Regions from separate parts of the Pan troglodytes genome. Here region 1 is linked to region 2. A link is a contact called in public Hi-C data. All regions are on one chromosome and are shown on one strand. Each heading gives the region's core, a stretch centred on a gene start, on an enhancer-like site or on the middle of the called end of the contact. The rest is flanking DNA. Distances are from core to core; before and after follow the strand shown. Region 1 has its middle 100 kb from the start of CLDN23. Region 2 holds the start of PRAG1 (PEAK1 related, kinase-activating pseudokinase 1).

Evidence for each region. A called contact is a pair of places that touch in the nucleus more often than the background predicts.
Region 1: a Hi-C map of stem cell-derived neural progenitor cells shows a contact between it and region 2, with 2.5 times the contacts expected there. The contact joins the enhancer-like site here to the promoter of PRAG1 in region 2. A contact is called at or near these places in 1 of 7 Hi-C or Micro-C datasets (stem cell-derived neural progenitor cells) and 1 of 1 datasets of contacts at active chromatin or transcription factors (stem cell-derived excitatory neurons).

What each region holds. Positions count from the first base shown.
Region 1 is chr7:14,581,182-14,586,135 of NHGRI_mPanTro3-v2.0_pri, forward strand. No RefSeq gene overlaps it. Among named protein-coding and RNA genes, the nearest start is that of CLDN23, 100 kb to the right of the region's middle. Within about 2 kb of position 1,485, at least 6 of the 24 cell types and tissues checked have an H3K27ac peak or open chromatin away from gene starts, as enhancers often do. A contact at or near this core is called in stem cell-derived neural progenitor cells, where this site is marked.
Region 2 is chr7:14,367,726-14,373,003 of NHGRI_mPanTro3-v2.0_pri, forward strand. It overlaps PRAG1 (PEAK1 related, kinase-activating pseudokinase 1), which reads right to left and starts at 3,757. Exons shown (of 6, transcript XM_001136236.8): 1 at 3,591-3,757.

The DNA of each region.
Region 1 (4,954 bases), core at 235-2,734, 210 kb after region 2:
AGGTGCGTTCTACCACCTTAGGAAAATGAGACTCAAACAGGTTACCTTGACCAAGGTCAGACAGCTGGCAAATGGCAGAGCTGAAACTCAAATCCAGGCAATCCAACTCTAAAATGCTTGTTTTAATCCTAATGGGGAACTACCCCTGTCCTAACGTGGAAACTAGATAGGCAGAAAAAAAATACGGTTTTTCAAAGGAGCATGATTACAAGGACAGAAGAACGGTCTAGAACTCTCTTACTTTAAACATTAACCTTACAGCTACCATTTTTTGAGTGCTTATCCACAAAAATTTTTCTTAAAGCACTTTTCACACATTTCTTTTTTTAACCCATGGAACTGCCTTTTGCCATCATCTGGCCTCAGATCTGCAGCTCTTGTGACAGTGCTTCAGGGCCGTCTCTGCCACCTTGGTGTGGATGCCTCTTTTCAGGCTCAACCACTTCAGATTCCGCATATTTGCAACGTTTCCCTGCTTTCCTCACTACTGAGTTTCCTGGAACCCACTCCCTTCATGGAAAACAATCCAATGCAATCCTTGGCCCCAGGACACATGACCGGCTTACTGGCCAACTTCCAGCCCTCACCAACTGTTGGTAGAGAATAGGATTAGACGGCTGGCCCTGCATCCACAGGAGTGCATGATGCAATGTTTTTAAACCTGGACTAGGCCATCTGAACGGTTTGCAACTAGCTTGTTTTCCTCCTCTTCCAGCTTTGGAATGGAACTGAGTGAAAGCCAACCCTAGGTCTCTATCAGATAGGGCAGCAGCCAAAGCAAGGCAAAGAGAGGAGAGTGCACAAAAATAATATCACGCACTGCAGGGCAGGACAGGAGCCACGTGGAGGGAGGGTCAGATTCTGAGGTTTAAACAAGAGCCAAAATTCAGGACTTGTGTTCGAGTCTTGACTGATTTAGTTTTGTATTGGTCAAGGTCGTGCGAGCACCCAGCGCCTGAAGCACGGCCGGGCAGGAAACCAGGGCAGTGGTTGTGACTGGGGAGTAACCTCATATTTTTAAATTAACCGCTTCCCTCAGTGGGTGGCAAAATAAGAGAGAACATGAAATCACTCAGTGTGCACCGAAATGGAGAACGCTTGGGCTTGGACTTTAGCACCATTTTGTCCCTGATGTAAAGTGTACAATCTTGCCACGGTATATAATTCTGAATCCTTGGAGGTCCCTGAATTGTCTGTGAATACTCACTGTAAACTAAAGCTGTGTGTGGAATACTACTTTCAAAGCAGATAGCATTATGATTTCTGGATATTCGTTCAGGATTCTTCAGTCTCTGGTTCTCCAAGCAGACTGCCTGAGCCTTATTTCCAGAGGGAATTGTCTCTGTGGTGTTTGCAGATTCCTTGTGAGCTGATAGCACTGAAACAGCATGAGAAACTACTCCCGTGACTTAGTCATCTTTAGACCCAGAGACTGTGGAAATGTCTGTCTTCCTGGGGCTTGAAGGGGTCGAGGGGTGGGTCGAATACCAGACCCACCCCCATCCTCTGGGCAGAAGCTATTTCCCACAGTCTCCTGGCCCAGACACAACGTCTTTAGAACAGAGCCAGGAAAGTTTCCTGGAGTTTAATGCTGCCCGGAGGTCATGGGAGCGACGTTGCACAATGATTAATGACAGGGAACGCTTAGTCAAGATTATATTTAATTTATACTTAGGTGTTGGCAATTTCTCATAGACAATTATTTCTCCAGGATGTCTCCTGATTCCCTCTGAGCTGTATGACTATCACTGTTAGATGTGTATTTGGGAATCCCAGAACTTCATGAATAGCTAATGGCAGACACAGGACTGCCCACGTGTTCCTATCTAGCACCTGTCTCCTATTGTTCCATATTTATCTCTATTATATTTCCTAAAATGGTGATACTTCCTTCTATTTATAAAACTGTTCAGCTAGTTGCATACTGACAGAAAAAAAGAGAGAGAGAGGAATAAAACAAAACAAAGGGAAAAAAATGAGTGTCCTTGTATTCTGGTGTATTTGCGTTCCAAAGTCCATGAAATAAGACGTATTCTATAATTGTTACTTTATTTTAAATAGCCATACTTAATCACATTCTTTGACAATTTTTGACTCAGCTCAAAATATAGATAGTAATCTCAATCCCTTATATTTACTTTTGATGTAAAATCTGAATCTCTGGGATGTGTTTTTTACAGGAAATGAGGTTTTGCATAATTTCCTGAGGAAACTGAAAATTTAACTCCTTCAGTAAATAAGAAGCAAACAAACAAAAGTTGCATCATGATCGTGGGAAGGGGAGGCAGAATCACTTTGACATGATCATATTGCCTCGGTGGGCTGAGATCCGGAGATCTCTAGGAAAATATCTGATGAACACCTGTTTCTATTGCTTCATCAGCCTTCATTACTACGATGTTACTATTCTCAGGTGAGAAGCCCAGGTTAGCCTCACTTCTGTGGCCCGGTCCTGACTGAGCATGTTTTGGGGAGAACCCGACTTCCACATTCATGTGGGTCAATCAGCTATGTCAGCTCCAGCTTCTTCACGACGCTGTGGTCAAACAATGTCCACAACAAGAATATAGTGACAATACATTCTCTCTTTGATCTACATGAGCTCAAGTCATCACTTTATTCTTTTAATATAATGAGGGTAATTTGGTATCAAACTATAGTTGACCTGTTTCCTTCCCCTTTGTCAGCTAACTTATCAGTTGAGGGGAAAAAAATCAGTTTCTAGAAATGTAAATCAAATTCATCTTACCATCTTCTCAGATGTTAGGCTTGATCCAAAGCCCACCAACATATGTGCCATATCCTGGGAAAATAAGACCAACTACACACAAATCTGTCTTTTAAAAATGATTGTGAGCACCTGAGTGTGTATGGTGGCTCACACCTGTAATTCCAACACGTTGTGAGGCCAAGGTGGGCAAACTGCTTGAGCCCACAAGTTCGAGACCAGCCTGGGCAACATGGTGAGACCTCGACTCTATACAAAAAATACAAAAATTAGCTGGGAGTGTTGGCACATGCCTGTAGTCCCAGCTACTCGAGAAGCTGAGGTGGAAGGATCACCCGAGCCCAGAGAGGTAGAGGCTACAGTGAGCGGTGATGGCACTACTGCACTCCAGCCTGGGGGACAGAGTGAGACCCTGTCTCAAAATATATATATATATAGTTGTGGTTATTTTATACTTGATAAGTGTTTGTTGTCAACATAGCATCTTCACTATGAAATATGACCCATTCTTATTATTGAAACTGGAACTTGTGGATTCATTTTAATTAACATTCCTTTTCAAGTACCTAGTGCTATGAAAAAGTAGACATTGCCTGGTTTAGCAAAGTGGAGTGAGTCTTGCTTGTCCTCCGAAACTGACAACAGCAGGCAGGGAATCCGGGGTACACAGGGAACAGAACTGACTTTGCCAAGGCACTTGAAAAACAACTGGTTTTTGTTTATTTCTTTTTACTGTGGCTTTGTGAAACATATTCGGGTGATTTAATTAACATCACTGAGCCTCATTTATTCAGTTGTAAAATGAAAAAAATAGTTGAACCTAAATCATTTGTTTATTGTGAGGATTAAATAAGAGGAGGCATGGGCTGGGCACTAGTAAACACTCAATAAATATAAGCTTTTTTTTTTTTTAAATAAGGGCAGGACAATTATAGCCTCAAGTGTCACATTCAATGTGACTCAAGTCATACCCTCTCACTTGAAGTTGAGGGTCACATGCTTTTATTCCAGAACTTCTCTAAGACCACATCATACTGAAGTCAAGGGTTAAAGAGTTCCCAAAATATTTGGACCCTATTAAAATGATTGGGGGTGAGCTTTCTACTGAGTCCTGGCAGAGAAAATCAGACTTAAGAATCGACCCATCACAGTTAAAACTTACTTGCTCAATTCTAAAGCATGCATATATATATATATATATATATATATATATATATATACGTGTGTGTGTGTGTGCGCTTTATAAATCAGTTTGCCTTAATCAATTTTGCCTTTAATCAATATCTACATGTAATTTAGAGTTTTTCTTTTCTGCTCCATCCCCTTTTGAAATGGTGGCTTGTCTCAGGATCAATGTTGATGTAAAATTAAGTACAGTGTGGGCATATGTTATTTTTAAAATCCTTTGTGAGTTTTATAATTTCTTTTAAAATACCATCTTATTTAGTAAGAATTTATGGATTATTTGCATTTATCAGGATGTCTGTTTTAATATGGAGTTGATTCTGATGGAAAAGCTTGATTGATTACACCTTGGGCCCATCTTTGCTTTTAGTTCTCCACAGAAAGCCTACATGAATGAGCCACTTTATCACTTCTCTTAACCGTGGAAGTAAAGTCTAAGAGACGAGGAAATAACACTTCTGGAATGAAGCCATGCAATCCCTGGAAAGGAACTTAGCATCAACTCGGGCAGTGACCCACTGTGACCCTGTTGGTTGGCCATACCAACACCTGCCAGGCAAAACCCCATGCCTGAGGACTTCTCTGGGCTCTGCTTCTGCCAGACCTTTAATGCCGGGTCTAAGATGAATGAAAATAGTTTTCTATGAAGACCAGTATATAAGGACAGAGCAAGATTCCTCATCTTCAAATATTTATTATTTCCTTCTTCTGGTATTAGCAAATTTTGGCTTTAGATGATACTAGTGCATATAGTAGATAAGAAATGTGTTATCAAAATAAGCATATTGATGAATAGTACATAAGATTCTATAAATTGTATCAATTCTAACCTGTATATCTAATAGTAACATAATTTATATTATTAATATTACAGTACTGTAAGCCCTCTGTGTTCATGGGTTCTCCCACCAGCCACAGATTGAATCTGGATTCCACCAGCCACAGACGGAAAGTATTTGAAAAAAATGAGTGATCGAATCTGTACTGAAAATGTGCGAACTTGTCATTATCCCCTAAATAATATGTTATAAAAACTGTTTA
Region 2 (5,278 bases), core at 2,507-5,006:
GAACATAAGGGTGAATAGGTTCTCATTAAATAGGGAGCATTTTGCCTTAGGGTTTTCTCTCCACTTTCCTCCCATAAGGATCTGCCTTAAGTTTGATAATCTCTAAACTGTCAACAGGACTAACCAGGTGGAATGAGCCGGGTACCCCAAAAATCATTCCAGAGTGTTTGTGGGAAGTGCTCTCTTTTATCTCCACACTCATAGACAGGGGTGTTCATTCAACAAGTGCTGAAGCTACGTGTGCCTCTTTTCCCTCCAAAGTGAAAAATGGGTTGAGGCCAGGCGCGGTGGCTCACGCCTGTAATCCCAGCACTTTGGGAGGCCGAGGCGGGGCGATCACCTGAGGTAAGGAGTTTGAGACCAGCCTGACCAACATGGAGAAACCCTCTCTCTACTAAAAATACAAAATTAGCTGGGCGTAGTGGCGCATGCCTGTAATCCCAGCTACTCAGGAGGCTGAGGCAGGAGAATCGCTTGAACCCAGGAGGCGGAGGTCACGGTGAGCTGAGATTGCGCCATTGCACTCCAGCCTGGACAACAAGAGTGAAACTTCATCTCAAAAAAAAAAAAAAAACTAGGTTGGGAGTGATGGCTCACACCTATAATCCCACCACTTTGGGAGGCCGAGGCAGGACGATTGCTTGAGCCCAGGAGTTTGAGACCAGCCTGGGTAACACAGAGACACTCTGTCTTTACAAAAATAATAATTATTTAAAAAAAACTATCCAGGTGTAGCCATGCATGCCTGTGGTCCCAGCTACTTGGGAGGCTGAGGTAGGAGGATTGCCTGAGCCCAGGAGGTCAAGGCTGCAGTGAGCCATGATCACACCACTGCACTCCAGCCTAGGTGACTAGAGTGAGACCCTGTCTAAAAAAACAAAAAAAAAGTTAAGAATAAAGCCCACTGCATCTTTAAGCTAAATAAACCCTCTGAAATAAAAGAAAAGTATCTTTTAGCAGTTATTGTTAGGGTCTCACAGGTCCTCTTCTTTAAGAAGACTGTTAGCTAGGTTCTTCTCCTCCTCCAAATACACCCAAGTAGCAGGTTCCTTCTTTGCCAAGTTCTCCAGAAGAGGTCACTGGGCTTCAACAAGCAGAGGAAAGAGCCAGGTTTTGTCTTTCTCTTATAATCTCAGGCCACAGAGAACTGTAGTCTTGCTGCTAAGTTTTGGGAGGGGGAAAAAGCAGAGGAAGTATTCCAGCCTTCAGGAATAGGCAGTAGGTCCCTTCCTGGGACGCTGATGGGTGAAGACTGTCTACACCTTCTAGGCCACAGAAAGGACACTGTCCAGCCCACCTCCACTGCAGGCAGATGCTCCCATGCCTGCTCCGTGGGATGGAGGAAGACAGCTTGGAAACCAGCTCTGTGTGGGCTCTGCAAGTTCCCACAGCTATCTGAGGAGGTGGGTGCCCAACCATTTCCTCAGGGGCTACCACAGACTCACAAAGCAGCAGTTTTGCTTGGCGACTGATTGCCTCCTCAACAGGCAAGTAAGAACACAAACTTGTTTTTGGGGAAGGGGTGACATTGGTACCAGAGGCCCTACTTTCTAAGATTCCCCAACCTTTGCACAGCCCTGGGAGTGTGGAAGGATCTGGATTGCTAGCGTGGGGGAAGTTTCCTTGAGAATGTCTCATCAGTTTACGAGCACTCTTTGCTCCCATTCTCAGCTCAGAAATCCTTGGATGTTTAGAGGCAACTTTCATCACACGACTGCCGGGGACGGATGGACGCAAAGATTTTTAAAGGGAAGTCATTGAATAAGAAAAGAACAAATGAAGCCCTGGGCTTCCCACTGTCATTGACTCACTGCATCCTGTTAAAACTGGTTTCTCAGTCGCAGCAAACAGAATTTACCACCGCATGCAGCCAAAAAAAAAAAAAAAAAAAACTCTTTTCCCGTTGCACTTCTGTGCCTGGAATTATCTCCTATTTGTTTTAAGTAAAAGATGGTGAGAAACACAAGTGGCACCCACAAAGCCTTGCCTCGCCTTGCCTGGCGCAGCAGTGCCAGCTCTCCACAGCATGGGGAAGGCACTTCCCAGCCCACATTCCTTACTTCTGAGGGGAGGCAGCCCCCAGAATTATGCAAATCCCCCCCATTTCAGTAGGAGGCTGCAGTGTCAGATTAGAAAAAAGAGCTCAGCATTCTTTCTGATCCAAGTCATGAAAAAAATGTCTTTGCCTCTGCAAACTTCTGCACTAGATTTGTGGCTACAGTTTGCAAGACTGAAGCTGTCAGATACACTCCCACCCCATTTCAAAAAAGAATCTGAAGAATCAAGGTGGCCAGATCTTTAAGATTAAATATTTTGGCCCAAAATACCCCCTCAGACTTACATCAGAAGTTGCTTATGCCTTATTCTGAAGTGACAGAATTGCAGAAAACATTCACCTAAAATTTTTTTCTGTATGTTACAGTTAAATTAATGCAACGCCAGTAAAAGGAAAGAAATATGTGTGGAAAGTGTCTGAACTTCAGCACACTCCACTGGCCAGGGTTGACCAGGCAGAAAGGAGAAAGTGACAACTTTACCACCCACTAGCCCCCTGCCTCCCTACTCACGCAGAGGGTAAATTACGATATTCACCCAACTTTTCCTTTTCTTTTTTCTTCCTCCAGTGCTGGAGGAAAGAAAGAAAATCTCAGAGGGAGGAATGTGGTTTTGCACCCACCACAGTCGAAACCAATCAGACCTCAGGAGAAAAATAACTGCGGAATTCCCTAGGGCTTTCTGTCAAATTTTCTTCTCAGAAAGGGAAGGGGAGAGGAGTTGTTAAGGATAGTTCAGGCCAGTGATCAGGAAAGCCTTCTGAACCTGACTCCGCACTGAAAGCATCGCAAAACTCCTCGCCCCTAGACCACTGGGCTTTGCTATCGGCTCTGCAAAACCATGTGCAGGGAGAGCTTACCTGAGAGAAACGCACACACCGTGAGCTGGCGCTCTCCGCTGCGAATGCCCGGCCGCCTCCATGCCCAGCAGAGGATTCTATGTTCTAAGTGTGTGTGTCCCCGGATACCAGCAAAGGTTAATAACGTGCTCACAGCATGCGTTTCAGAGGGCTCAGCCAGGGCTCGGGGAAAAGGGCATCATCTCGTTGCCTCTGGAGCCCCGCTGCTGCATACTGGGAGCTACCCTGCACCCCCAAACCATCCCCCCGGGTCCTGGTCCCAGCAGCCAGGCGGCCTTCCGTCTCTCCCCCTTGACAATACTCTAGCGGTGGAAAGCAGTCCTCAAAGCGCTTCAGCCTCCGGCCGCAGACAGAGCAGCAAGACCAGAGAAACCATCCCAACAGTCGGTCCTCCCTCCTGGAACTCGTAGGAAAGTTTCCCCGTTTTAAAGAGCGCGATTCTCGAATGAATCAAAAACACCCTCCAGCTCCTCGGTCCTCCCGGCCGGGCGCCTCCCTGCACCTCGGGCACCACCCCGGGCTCACGCGGCCCCGGCACTGCCCACTTCCCGAGCGGTCGCCTGTCACCCCGGGGGTCGCCCGCTCGGCGATCGCAGCGCCCCTCCAAAGCTCCCCTCTGCGACCACGCTCGCCAGACAAAAAGAGGCCGAATTTGGAGAGCGCGTCGCGGGCTCACCTCTGGGCTGCGCTCCCCTGGCCCCTCCGTCGGTCTCCGAGCCGCCAGCCGCCCGGCCGGAGCATTGTTCGCAGAAGGTCTGCGCGCGGTGCGTGCCCGGCCGCGGGCGGGTGGCGTCTGCCTGGGCCCGGCGGCCGGGTGGCAGCTGCGAGCGCGGCTCCGCCCCCTCCGCCTCCGGTGACGCCGCCCGCCCCAGCTCACGCCGCACCTCCGCAGTCCCTGCCGCCGCCCCGCCCCGCCTGGCCCGCGCGCCCCGCCGCCCGGCTTGCGCCTGCCGCTCCCACCCGGCGGTCTCCTACCCCCAGGGCCCCGACTCCTCCAAAGTCTCCAGGCCCCGGGACTCCCTCTCTTGCCCACCCTCCCGCCCCGGACCGGCAGGCTCCGCCCCCAGCCCCAGACTTGGCGCGGGCTGACCCCCGAGCCCAGCACCCGTTTGCACCCCCTCCTCGGTGGGGACCCTGCACAGCTCTGCAGGGGCGAGCTCTGGCGTTGCAGTCCTCCTTTTGCCATCATGCGTGTATAGGTGCCCGGCATCACTTCATCCAGCCGGCCCTGCGGGACCCTGGGAAGAGAGGGAGAAGGAAGGGGAAACGAGGAAGTGTGGGGTCGGGAGTGGAATACAGGTCAGGGTCCGAGGCGGGCTCTGAAAGCCACGTGAGCACAGCGAGCCTGAGCTCTCCCTACCTCTGGGAAGAGGGTGGCGCCAGAGGGAGCAGGGCTGGAAGTCCCGGTGGCGGATTCCAGGTTCCGCTCAGTCCCTGGACTGCAGGATTCTGGCAAATTGCTTAACCTCTTTGAACTTTAGTTTTCTGGATGTAGAATGCAAGCGTTGCACTGCAGGGACCTGGCCTTCTACCGTGCTGGGACATCCAAGTCTTCCGCAGGCCAGTAATACACCTGTGTTTACACCGATTCCAGTGAGTCATTCACTGAGATAGAAGGAGTTCGAGATAGTCCTCGGGCTAAAAAAATCTTTTAACTGGGAGTATAATAGCTTAGGACCCAGTCAGTCCTGTAGCTTGACCTGGGTATTTTCTCGGGGAGCCAGGGCTATGGTCACCTCCCAGGGCCATGCCGGGTGGGGAGAATTCAGTGAAATGGAACAGGAAGAGGACCCCCCTCCCCCAAAAAACACAATACCTGCGGCTTCTCTCGCCCTCTATCCCCTCCCCAGGAAGGCAGTTTATTTTGACTCCAGTGAAGGTCGTCTGCCAATCAGCCTGCGAGCCCCCACCCACCGAGAGGAGGAAGATGGGCCCCCACCCCCACCCCCAGATCCCTGGCTCTCCTCTTTGCTGCTGTGGGTGTGGACAGAGAGGGAAGATGTGTATTTGAGGTTTGGCTTCTGTGTGAGGAAAGGGAAAAAAGGATCCAGGGAATTCTTCCTCATGTTCCAGTGACACCCATGCCTCCTAAGAGGATAGAATCTGGGGGAAGCTGTAGAGGGATGGGAGTGCAATGGACATTCCTTAAGGACCTACCCAGCGCTAAGCAATCCTATGAGGAGAGCATCATTATCCCCATTCTACAGATAAGAAAACTGAGGCTCGGGGGCCTCACAATTTGCTGGGGTTCCTCAGCTGAAAAGTGGTAGTACTAAGATTGGAACCAAAGGCTGTCTGGCTTCGCTGGTAGGCAAGTCTACTCTGCCACTCCGCCCTTGCCAAGTGCAGGTAGTCCAGCCCTAT